2 separate regions of the Mus musculus genome follow, and region 1 is linked to region 2. A link is a contact called in public promoter capture Hi-C data. All regions are on one chromosome and are shown on one strand. The core of a region is the stretch at or near the end of the contact, and the rest is flanking DNA. Distances in the headings are between cores, read along the strand shown. Region 1 holds the start of Hykk (hydroxylysine kinase 1). Region 2 holds the start of Dnaja4 (DnaJ heat shock protein family (Hsp40) member A4).

Evidence for each region. Capture Hi-C pulls out chosen DNA fragments and counts their contacts.
Region 1: a promoter capture Hi-C map of adipose tissue shows a contact between it and region 2. The contact joins the promoter of Hykk here to the promoter of Dnaja4 in region 2. A contact is called at or near these places in 6 of 39 promoter capture datasets (the C10 cell line, embryonic stem cells, liver and 2 more), 3 of 115 datasets of contacts at active chromatin or transcription factors (embryonic stem cells and memory CD8 T cells) and 3 of 9 other capture datasets (adipose tissue, liver and pancreatic islet).

The regions. Positions count from the first base shown.
Region 1 is chr9:54,914,313-54,919,040 of GRCm38.p6, forward strand. It overlaps Hykk (hydroxylysine kinase 1), which reads left to right and starts at 2,978. Exons shown (of 5, transcript NM_177351.4): 1 at 2,978-3,546.
Region 2 is chr9:54,696,339-54,701,090 of GRCm38.p6, forward strand. It overlaps Dnaja4 (DnaJ heat shock protein family (Hsp40) member A4), which reads left to right and starts at 3,221. Exons shown (of 7, transcript NM_021422.4): 1 at 3,221-3,522. The coding sequence starts at 3,391. It overlaps Gm46113 (a long non-coding RNA gene), which reads right to left and starts at 2,382. Exons shown (of 2, transcript XR_001779175.2): 1 at 1,447-2,382; 2 at 307-548.

The sequences.
Region 1 (4,728 bases), core at 1,728-4,227, 220 kb after region 2:
CACACATGCTTACACAAAAATATTTTTAATAGTTTTTTAAAACTACAAGATCACATTTTCTAGAACACATTTTATGTTGAGGTTGAACAAGGAGTTAGTATATACTGAGCTCTGACACTGAGCTCTACTCAATACAGGATCGTGTATTTAATCTCTGCAAATTGTTTTTGTTTCACATTTTATATATATATATATATCCAACGTTGAGAGGGAAAAATGGTTTGGCACCACACGTTAGGAACCTTCAAAGAACAGTTCATCCTAAAGAATTTGAAGTACACAAGCTGGGCAAGGTGTTGTACACATATCTCAGCACTTGAAGGTGGTGATAGGATGATGAGTCCAGCCTGGTCTACATCAGACAGTCTAGACCTAAAACTTAACCTGTATAAAGTTTATGTAGGAAGATAAGTGGGAACATGTCTACTTAAAGTAAAAATAGCAAGTTGCAGAAAGCCTTTTGTTTTCTCTCCTTTGTGATAGGGTTTCCTTATGTACTCAGAATCCTGCTTCAACCTCTTTTTTTTTTTTTTTTTTTTTTGGTTTTTTTGAGACAGGGTTTCTCTGAGTATCCCTGGCTGTCCTGGAACTCACTCTGTAGACCAGGCTGGCCTCAAACTCAAAAATCTGCCTGCCTCTGCCTCTCTGCCTCTCTGCCTCTGCCTCTGCCTCTGCCTCTGCCTCTGCCTCTGCCTCTGCCTCTGCCTCTGCCTCTGCCTCTGCCTCTGCCTCTGCCTCTGCCTCCCGAGTGCTGGGATTAAAGTTATGCGCCACCACTGCCCTGCTCTGCTTCAACCCGAGTGCTGGGATTAAAGTTATGCGCCACCACTGCCCTGCTCTGCTTCAACCTCTTAAGTGCTAGCATTACACACCCATCACTATACTGTGCAATATAGTTCCAAAAAGTGTCCAGGGATGTCTGAGGAAATGGCTCAGTGGGTAAGAGTACTTGCTGCCCAGACATAAAGACCTGAGTTCAGATCCAAAGAACCCATGAAAAAAACAGCCAAATTAATTTCTGTGTACATTTCTGCCACCCCAGTGCTGAGTCAGGGACAGAAGGATCACTGGAGCTTTCTCACTGCCAACCCAACTGAAAAAATTAACTCCAAATGAGAGGCCCTGTCTCAAGGGGAAAAGCACAGATCAGGTACTGGAAAAGATGGAAAATCCTCTTCACCAGTGTGTGTGCACATACATGTGTGGGCACACACATGCAAGCAGAATGTACAGGGAAATGGAAGCAGGTACAAACCAAAGAAGGCAATTGTGACGTCTGTTGTCCTGTGCCTTCAGTTTTCACAATTTCAGCATTCAATCCTCATTCTCATCTTTTTTTCCCCAGGCCGTGAGGAGAAAGAAAACGGATCAGTAGCAGTAGGAAAGTGAGAGAAGGTGTAGCGAATTCAGACACTGCAGAGAGGCCTCAGAAAGCAAACATGGTTACAGGAGACTCAAGTCACAGTCGCCAACATCAGAAAGTGCAGAAAGGTCGTCCCTATTTGAAGATTAGAAAAGAAATGTGCTAGGCAATGGTGAGGCATGCCTTCAATCCCAGCACTCCAGAGGCAGAAGCAGGTGTTCAAGGCTGGCCTGGGCTTCAGATGGAGTTCCTGGACAGCCAGGGCTACACAGAGAAATTCTGTCTCGAACCTCCCCACCTTCCCCCATCCCACACAAAGAAAAAGAAAAACAGATAAACATATTTCTAAAGGGGGCAAAGGAAATTTCTCATTACGATAGGTGTTGACGGGGATTGGAGAGACTATCCGAGTTAATAATCCCAGCACTTGGGAGGCAGAGGCAGGCAGATTTCTGAGTTCGAGTCCAGCCTGGTCTACAAAGTGAGTTCCAGGACAGCCACGGCTATACAGAGAAACCCTGTCTCGGAAACAACAACAACAACAATCATTCATCATCATCATCAGAGTAACGATAGCACCCATGAGTATGCCAGAACAAGAAAAAACAAGTGAGATATGCATACAGCACCATAACATAAGGAGAGCAAATTGCAAACCTGAGTGACAGGTGTACAGGACTCTTCCAGCAGGGAGTGCTCTGGTCTATCAAAAAGGTCCTGCTTAGCTGGAGGAAGGCATCCAGCTATGTGGCTTAGTGTGGTGGTTTGAATATGCTTGACCCAGGGAGTGGCACTATTTGGAGGTGTGGCCTTTCTGGAGTGGGTGTGGCCTTGGAGGAAACGAGTCGCTGTTGGCATGGGCTTTGAGACCCTACAAGCTGCCTGAGGATGCTGCTTTCTTTCTCTCTCTCTCTCTATTGTACTTCGTTACCCCGCTTAAAAACTGGTGCTACCGCCTAGATCCTGAACTGGGAGTTGGTAAGCACGGTCTGGTTAAGTAAGGGTCTATGCCCTTTAGACTTCAGTTCCCGCCAGCACAGACAGTGTAGGTCTGTTTAATAAATGAAGCCTTTTCAGATTGGGACATGCTAGTACAAAGACAGCGAGCCCCATTTCCTCACAGAGAGGGACCGATCCTTGTAGTTTCAGAACCAGGATTCCTTTCTGGGGAGAATGAACCTCTAGTCAACCTCTATGAAGATGGCCTTCAGGATACTCTCTTCTAGAAAGAGCTGGATGGAGTGAGGAAAGAAAGGCAAGATGCTATCTCTCCTGGCAGCTTGCTGACAGACTTGTGCTCCAAGTCGCTGCCAGGACTAAGCCAACCTGGTGAGAATTGACAGATACCACTCAAACCCCAAGGCCTACTAATTGGCTACTTGAGAGCCAATCAGAAACGAGTTTTGACTAGAGAGCCGAGATTGACAAGGTTGTCGGATTCCAGACAGCCAATCAGAAGCCAGATCTCTGAACTCTATTGGTGGGATGGAGAGGGTTGGGCCAGAACTGTCAGTAGTGTGTACTGACTGGGCGGAGGGATGTGGGAGGAGCCAATAGGAAGGCGGGGCTCGCAGCGGCGGCGGGTCCGGCCCCACCTCCTGCACCGCAACCACTAGCTGACTGAGGGGAGAGAGCAATCGGCCTCAGGACGTCCGGTCGCTGTGCGTGAGAGGAGGTGGAAGAGACTGAAGCGAGTCAAGGGTCTCTCTGAGGGGACATCCCCGAGAAGCGGCGGCGGGCTCCTGCAACCCTTGCGCTCCTCAAACTCACTGCGTGCTGACGCGGCAGGTCACTGCCCAGCCCCAGCCCTGCTGAGATTTCAGTGCGCAGTTTTGAGGGTCCCACCCTCCGCGGGCCTGCATGGTTTGGGGGTGGAAGCCATCCTAAGGCTCCTCTGGACCTGAGACAGGCCGGGAACGGGTTGTGGGCCACCTCCCTCCCATCGGCGTCTTTCGCTCCTCAGCAAGACCCCCTGGAAGTGAGTCTTGCTTCCAATCGCCCTTGGAGTGTAGAGTTCCTGCAGCCCGTGAGCTGTGAGTGGAGGCAACTCACGAAATAAGTGCAGGGAACATCACTGCCTGCTTCCCAAGCCTGGAAGCTCACAGCAGAGGGGTCGTCGAAGACAGACGTGGAGAAAGTGCTAAGGCAGAAGTCACAAAGACTTTGTAACACTTTAGGAGAAGGTGAGAGGAAAGACTAGTTTATGTATTATTATTATTTTATTCTTGTGTACTTTTCACCAAGTGCAGAGTGTAAGATCCACTCCCTCTCCATTCCCCTCTCATGCAGCGAAAAATTATGGAGTCTGGTGCAAACCTCCTGCTTAGAAGTCCTTACTGTTTGAGGTTGTTTTTGTTTGTTTGTTTGTTTGTTTGTTTCCGGCTCTAAATATTGTTGACAAGAAGTATACTAACATCTATATAGATTTCGATTCGCTCTCCACTCTCTCCACACATGGGGCGCATTTGATGAAAATGGATGTCTCTGTTGTTCTATTTTTATTTTTTAAGTTTTTTCTTTATGTGTATTTGCTTTCAGTAGCATGTTTCAATGTGTGTCCTTTTTTTTCAGGTTGTGGAGTTCTTTCTATATTCAGCAAAAAGGCTCAAAATTCTTCGTTGAACTCTTTTAGAGGCAGTGTGGCTAAAGTTACGGAGGTTGGCTGCCCAGCTGGTGCTAGGACTTTTCACAGCTCAGTAACTGTTTGGTACCAGGTTGTCCTGTGACCAGACCTGCCAACAGTACTTTGTAAACAGGACTTTGCTTTAACAAATAGGACTCTTCAAAGAGATAATTAACAAGCCCCCTTTAAGGACATGGGGATGTTTTCTGGAGATTGGCCTTCACCAATTGCCTTCAACAGTCTTCAATTTTAATAGCTTTTTCTTTTTGAGACAAAGTCTCTCACAGTAGCCGGGGCTAGCTTGGAACTCAATAGGTAGTCTGGACTGACCTTCAACTAGCAGCAATCTTATTGTCCTGTCTCTGGATTGGCAGGATAGCAGATGTGAGCTACCACACCCAGCTCCCTGTCAAATCCCTATCAAGCTCACTGTTGTTTTTAATACCCTTAAATTCTTTCAGACCTGAGAGGATTTCATCTTGGAGTTAGGGTTTCAGTTCACATTACATCCTGAGCACTAGCCTTATTCTATAAATATATTCAGAAGGAATGTTTAAAATTCCTTGTAAAGTCTTAGAGCCAAAAGCAGTGTAACAGGATGTATCAGTTTCCAGAAGTTTCAGGTGCAAAGATTCTTTTGAAGCCCTGTTTAGTCTTTGTGATCATAAGTTTAGTGTCAACACCTGAAGGGCTTAATTGGCTTCTGAAAGCAAATACTGTGGTCAGAAGGTAAACATGAGAA
Region 2 (4,752 bases), core at 1,971-4,470:
GAAGTCCTTCCTGTCCCTCTTCCCAATCAAATGTAGCTCTTCCTTGTCAGAGGACTCTATGGAGAACTCAGGCCAGATTCCCTGGGCAAAGGCTACTACCATCCTTGCTTTGACTCTCCTTCTGCCCCAGTCAAAAAAAAAAAAAAAATCTAGTACCAGGAGTGGGGAACAAGGCCCATACTGTGCCTTCTGGTTGTACCAGTCACTTAAAAGTTTCCCCATCTGGAAAATATAGTAGTGGAATGGGCCCACAGTCCCAAAATTGTACTCATTTAAGTACCACCAGGCTCTCTTTATACTCACAAGTCAGTACTATCATGTTTATTATCTCTAAGGAAACATTGTTCACTGAGACTGGGAAACCAACGCCATCTGCAATAAAGATTTGGGGAAGGGATAGCAACCATGAAGATAAACATGTAACTGATAAGAGATGTGCAGCCTCAAATCCTCATAGGTAAAATTCTAGACAGATCAAGTCATCAAAGTCATTGTCAAAGACAGATGTGGAAGCAGGAGGATCAGAGTGTTCATTGTTATTCTTGGAACTGAAAGACAAACAAAAACAAGAGAAACAAAGCTAACACTTATAGAACTGGTGAGGACAGATTTTGGTCAGTAAAAAATTTTGCCAAGAGTTCCATATGAAGAGATTTCAACTTCTACTTGCATAAAAGAACCTGGATGTTTACAGAAAGCATGAGGGCAGAGGGAGAAGGATAGGAAGGGCTTATACATGGTCTGGGAGGAAGAAATTTTAAAGGTGTGGTTGGTGTAAACAAGACTGGCTACTATGTGCACTGTGAGCCTGCAGCGATCAGTCAAGTCCACCCTCTGAAGAAGACTTGGAGCCAGAGGCCCTAATCCCAGATGTGGGCCAGAACAGTCAGTTCTTTGGCAGGCCTGAGCATTTCAGGTAGGGATTTTAAGGGAGGTGAGGGTCATCTTAGATATACAGCTTTTACAGACCTAGACTGGAAAATGCTCAGAGGAACAGTGTAAAGGTTGGTAAAGGGAATTTTTTATCCATGTTTAGCTAAGGTGTAAAGATTTTTCTTTAAAAATTCAAGCCTTTAAATATAGCACTTGAGAGTCTAAGACATGTGGATCTCTGTGAGTTCAAGGTCTATAGAGTGAGTTCTAGGACAGTCAAGAATGCAGAATGAAACCTTGTCCATAAAAAAAAAAAAAGAAAGAAAGAAAGAAAGACAGAAAGACAGAAAACCCATCAGTCAGTAATACTATGCTGGGTGACGCACAACAGTACACACCTGTAACAACATTTGGAAGGCTAAGAACCCAAGTTTAACTAGCCAATAAACTGAGAACTCTGTTTCTAGGCTCTAACCACACCTGAGCCATCTTTCTCCCATGCCCCTCCTACCAATGCCACTGGTCCACAGAACTGAATCTGGGTAGAGCCGTGAAGCTGTGCTGTGTTCTTACCTCTAGTTCCAACACTAGACCCACTTGACAGGGGCCTGCACTCTACCTGGAAGCTCTGTAGTAACTGGGGTGTAGCCTGGAGTTTTAGAAGTTTTCAGATGAGCTAACTGCAATGCCTCCCATCTATAATCCCAGCATTTGGGAGCCTGGGGCAGGAGGATCCTAAGTTTAAGGGCAGTCAAAGCTATGTTGCAAGACCTTGTTTCAAAGGCAACAAAACGGGGGAAAAAAGAAAAGAAAAAAAAATGTTTCTAAGTGAGCAAGCCAGGTTCTTGTCAGGAGCTTTATAGCTATCATTCTCTTTGATCTTTGCAGATGTCCTGAGAGAAAGATGGGCACTTGACAGTGATCATGTCCCAGAAGTGGAGAAATAAGCCCGACGGCAGAGATTTGTGTAGAGAAGACACAGGAAAATGGAGTCACAAATTCCTGACCTCCTGTCCTGAATCTGCCCAAAAGTGACTGTTCTATAGGAGCAAGATCCAGAAAGTGGATTCTCATGTTCCCCGGAAAAGAAGCTAGCGGCTTGGCTTAATTTCTCATGGGTATTAAGTCGTTTGTATCCCTATTGCGCGCATGAAAGAGGAGCTTCAGCCACCAGATCAAAACCCAGGCCAGTGGACTCCAGGGAGCTGGCCAGGGTGGCTTCCTCTCCTGGATAAAGTGTTGCACCACGAGAAGCCTAAGTAGGCCAGAAGGGTCTGCAGTATTCTGATAGCGCTGCAGCAGCAAGTCCACACCCACATGTTTTGAGTAGTCTTAATCGTGGCATCCGTTGAAAGCAGCCTAGAGAAGTAGAAGATTGGACCGCCTGGTCTTGTAGGCTTCAGTGCCCGGTAGAGCTGCAATACTGGTTCGATGGCTCTGCCTTGGCCCATTTGTGCATTGATATGTGTGTGTATGGGGGTGGGGGTGGGGTGGGGATTCCCACTCCTGAAAAAAAAGAGAGATCACTGCTCATCCTTGAAAGACTTGGAAATAATGTCACTGTTCACAGGTGATAGACGTCATCACTGCTCACAGCTGGGAAACGTCACTCCTCACCCTTGGGGTACTTATGAGGTTTCCAGCTGTGGGCAATAGAGAGGCCAGTGTCCAAACTCAGGCCACCTAAAGGCCACTGTTCACATCTTCAAAGGCTAATGGTCACCCAGCCTTCAAGATGCCTAGGGGGAACCAGCCACCGCAGGATCTCGACGCCACCACAGAAGGCAGCCATTCACTCCAACACCCCCCAAAATGCAACAATCCAAGGCAGACCCCAGAGCACACCCCCGCAGTGACCGAACAGAAGGGGGCCACACCCCGAGGCAGAGGCCGGGTGGGGTCCGCGCGTCCGCTGACCTCCCAGTCCAAGCTCTCCTCTGCCCAGGGTTCGCGCACACGAGGCCCTCCTGCAGGCCATCGGATCCCAGAGCGACCCAACCCCGCGGACCCACGCAAGGGCAAGGGGACGGCCTCGGGGCGGCGTGACAATCGGCAGCGAACGACTTCCACCACGAAGCCCGAAACCTCCACGCCGAAGCCCCCCACCCCCGAGCACCCCAACATGGCCCGTGGCGGCAGTCAGAACTGGAGCTCCGGGGAGTCGGACGGCCAGCCAGAGGAGCAGACTTCAGAAGAGAACGGGTGAGCGCGCGCGCCCGGCCGGAGGACCGAGCCCCGGAGCCGCCGGAACCTCCGCGAACGTTCTGGGCCTATGTGGCGTCACGCCTCCTGGCGGAACCTTCCGCCGGCGCCGAATAAAAGCCGGCGGCGGAGGTACCGGCGGCTCGAGTGCGGCGGTGCCGGGAGCGCAACTGGGTCCCGGGCTCACGCTCGGGACGGAGCCCCGGGAAGCGGCCGCGACCGAGACGGTGACGCGCAGGCCGGCGTCGGGGGCACGGGCCGGGGGCGTCGGGGGCGCGCTGACCCGCTTCGTCCGCCCCACCCCGCAGAGACAAGATGGTGAAGGAGACCCAGTACTATGACATCCTGGGGGTGAAGCCCAGCGCGTCCCCGGAGGAGATCAAGAAGGCCTATCGGAAGCTGGCGCTCAAGTACCACCCGGACAAGAACCCGGATGAGGGCGAGAAGGTGCGGGGCCCCGCGGGGTGTCGGGGTTACGGGAGGACCCGGGCTGTGAATTATTGAAGGCGACGCAGAGGCTCTCTCCAGGAGCCGCGCCAGCCCGAGGGAGGCCGCGGGGCGCAGTCAGTCGGGGGCACCTAGCAAGGCTAGGTGCGGGGCGCCAGTGCCAGCAGCCATCCGCACCTTCGTTCGCTCTACAAGTGTTTCTGGAGCCCCTGCTTCCGGGCTGTGAGGACCCTGACGGGGATCCGTGCTGACCTCTGGGAGCACAGCTCTCTGAGGCAGCCCTGGCATTCCTGTGGGAGAAGACACCGGCAAACCAGAAACCCTGGCACCGGTGAACAGAAGCTATGTGCTTGTTGGGGACCCCCCCCGGCAGCGAAATATTGTGTTTCTGTTCCGCGTGTTGCATAAGCCCTAGGGATGAGTTCCTGTGATCTGACTTGTACCTTAGACAAACCCAGCGTCCCTCTTGAGAGGGACTGAGTGGATATGATCTGTGAGGGCCACCTCCTGCCTGATACAGTTTTCAGACACGGAATCATCACTTTTTTTGTCGTTATTAATCAGGGGTGCAGAAGTCTGTAACCCGACACATCTGCTTATAGTGAGAACTCCAGGTTTCCTGTGACAAATGACCCACGGTTGACCATAAGTACTGACAGATAATAGGCTGAAGTGCTCTGCAACTGGTGTCCTAATTTGAACCTTTTCCATCCTGTTTACAGAAATAAGGCATTCTTCATTTTGTTCCCAAAGCGGAAATGGCCCACCTGAATAGGAGACTCAAAGTACCAGCCATTGCAAGGAGAGTTGGCTAGCTAGTCTGTTTCACTTCTTGTCGTTTAAGAAAACAAAACAAACCCCCAAGGAAACCAAACAAAAAACCCACTTTGGCTGCCCCAGATGAATCTGGGGAGCCAGCGCCATGGTGGGAGCGCATAGCAGTCACACCTGGATCACTTTTGGAGCCGCTGATCACCCTGTCTAGCATTTAGACCTGGGGAAATGACACTCGGATCAAAATACCTGTCTGCATTAGTAATTCCAAGCTGGAGCAGGCAGACTGCTGAAGGTTGGCTGTGGCAGCAATGATAGAATATTTATATTTAGCCACATGTGCCGAATGAATGTGGCTGTCACAAGTTTAGAATGCCTCCCTGTAAAGACCATTATACCCATTTGTGTCCCTTCTCGTCTATATTTAGGTGGCTTACTGTAGCTTTTTAAGTCACC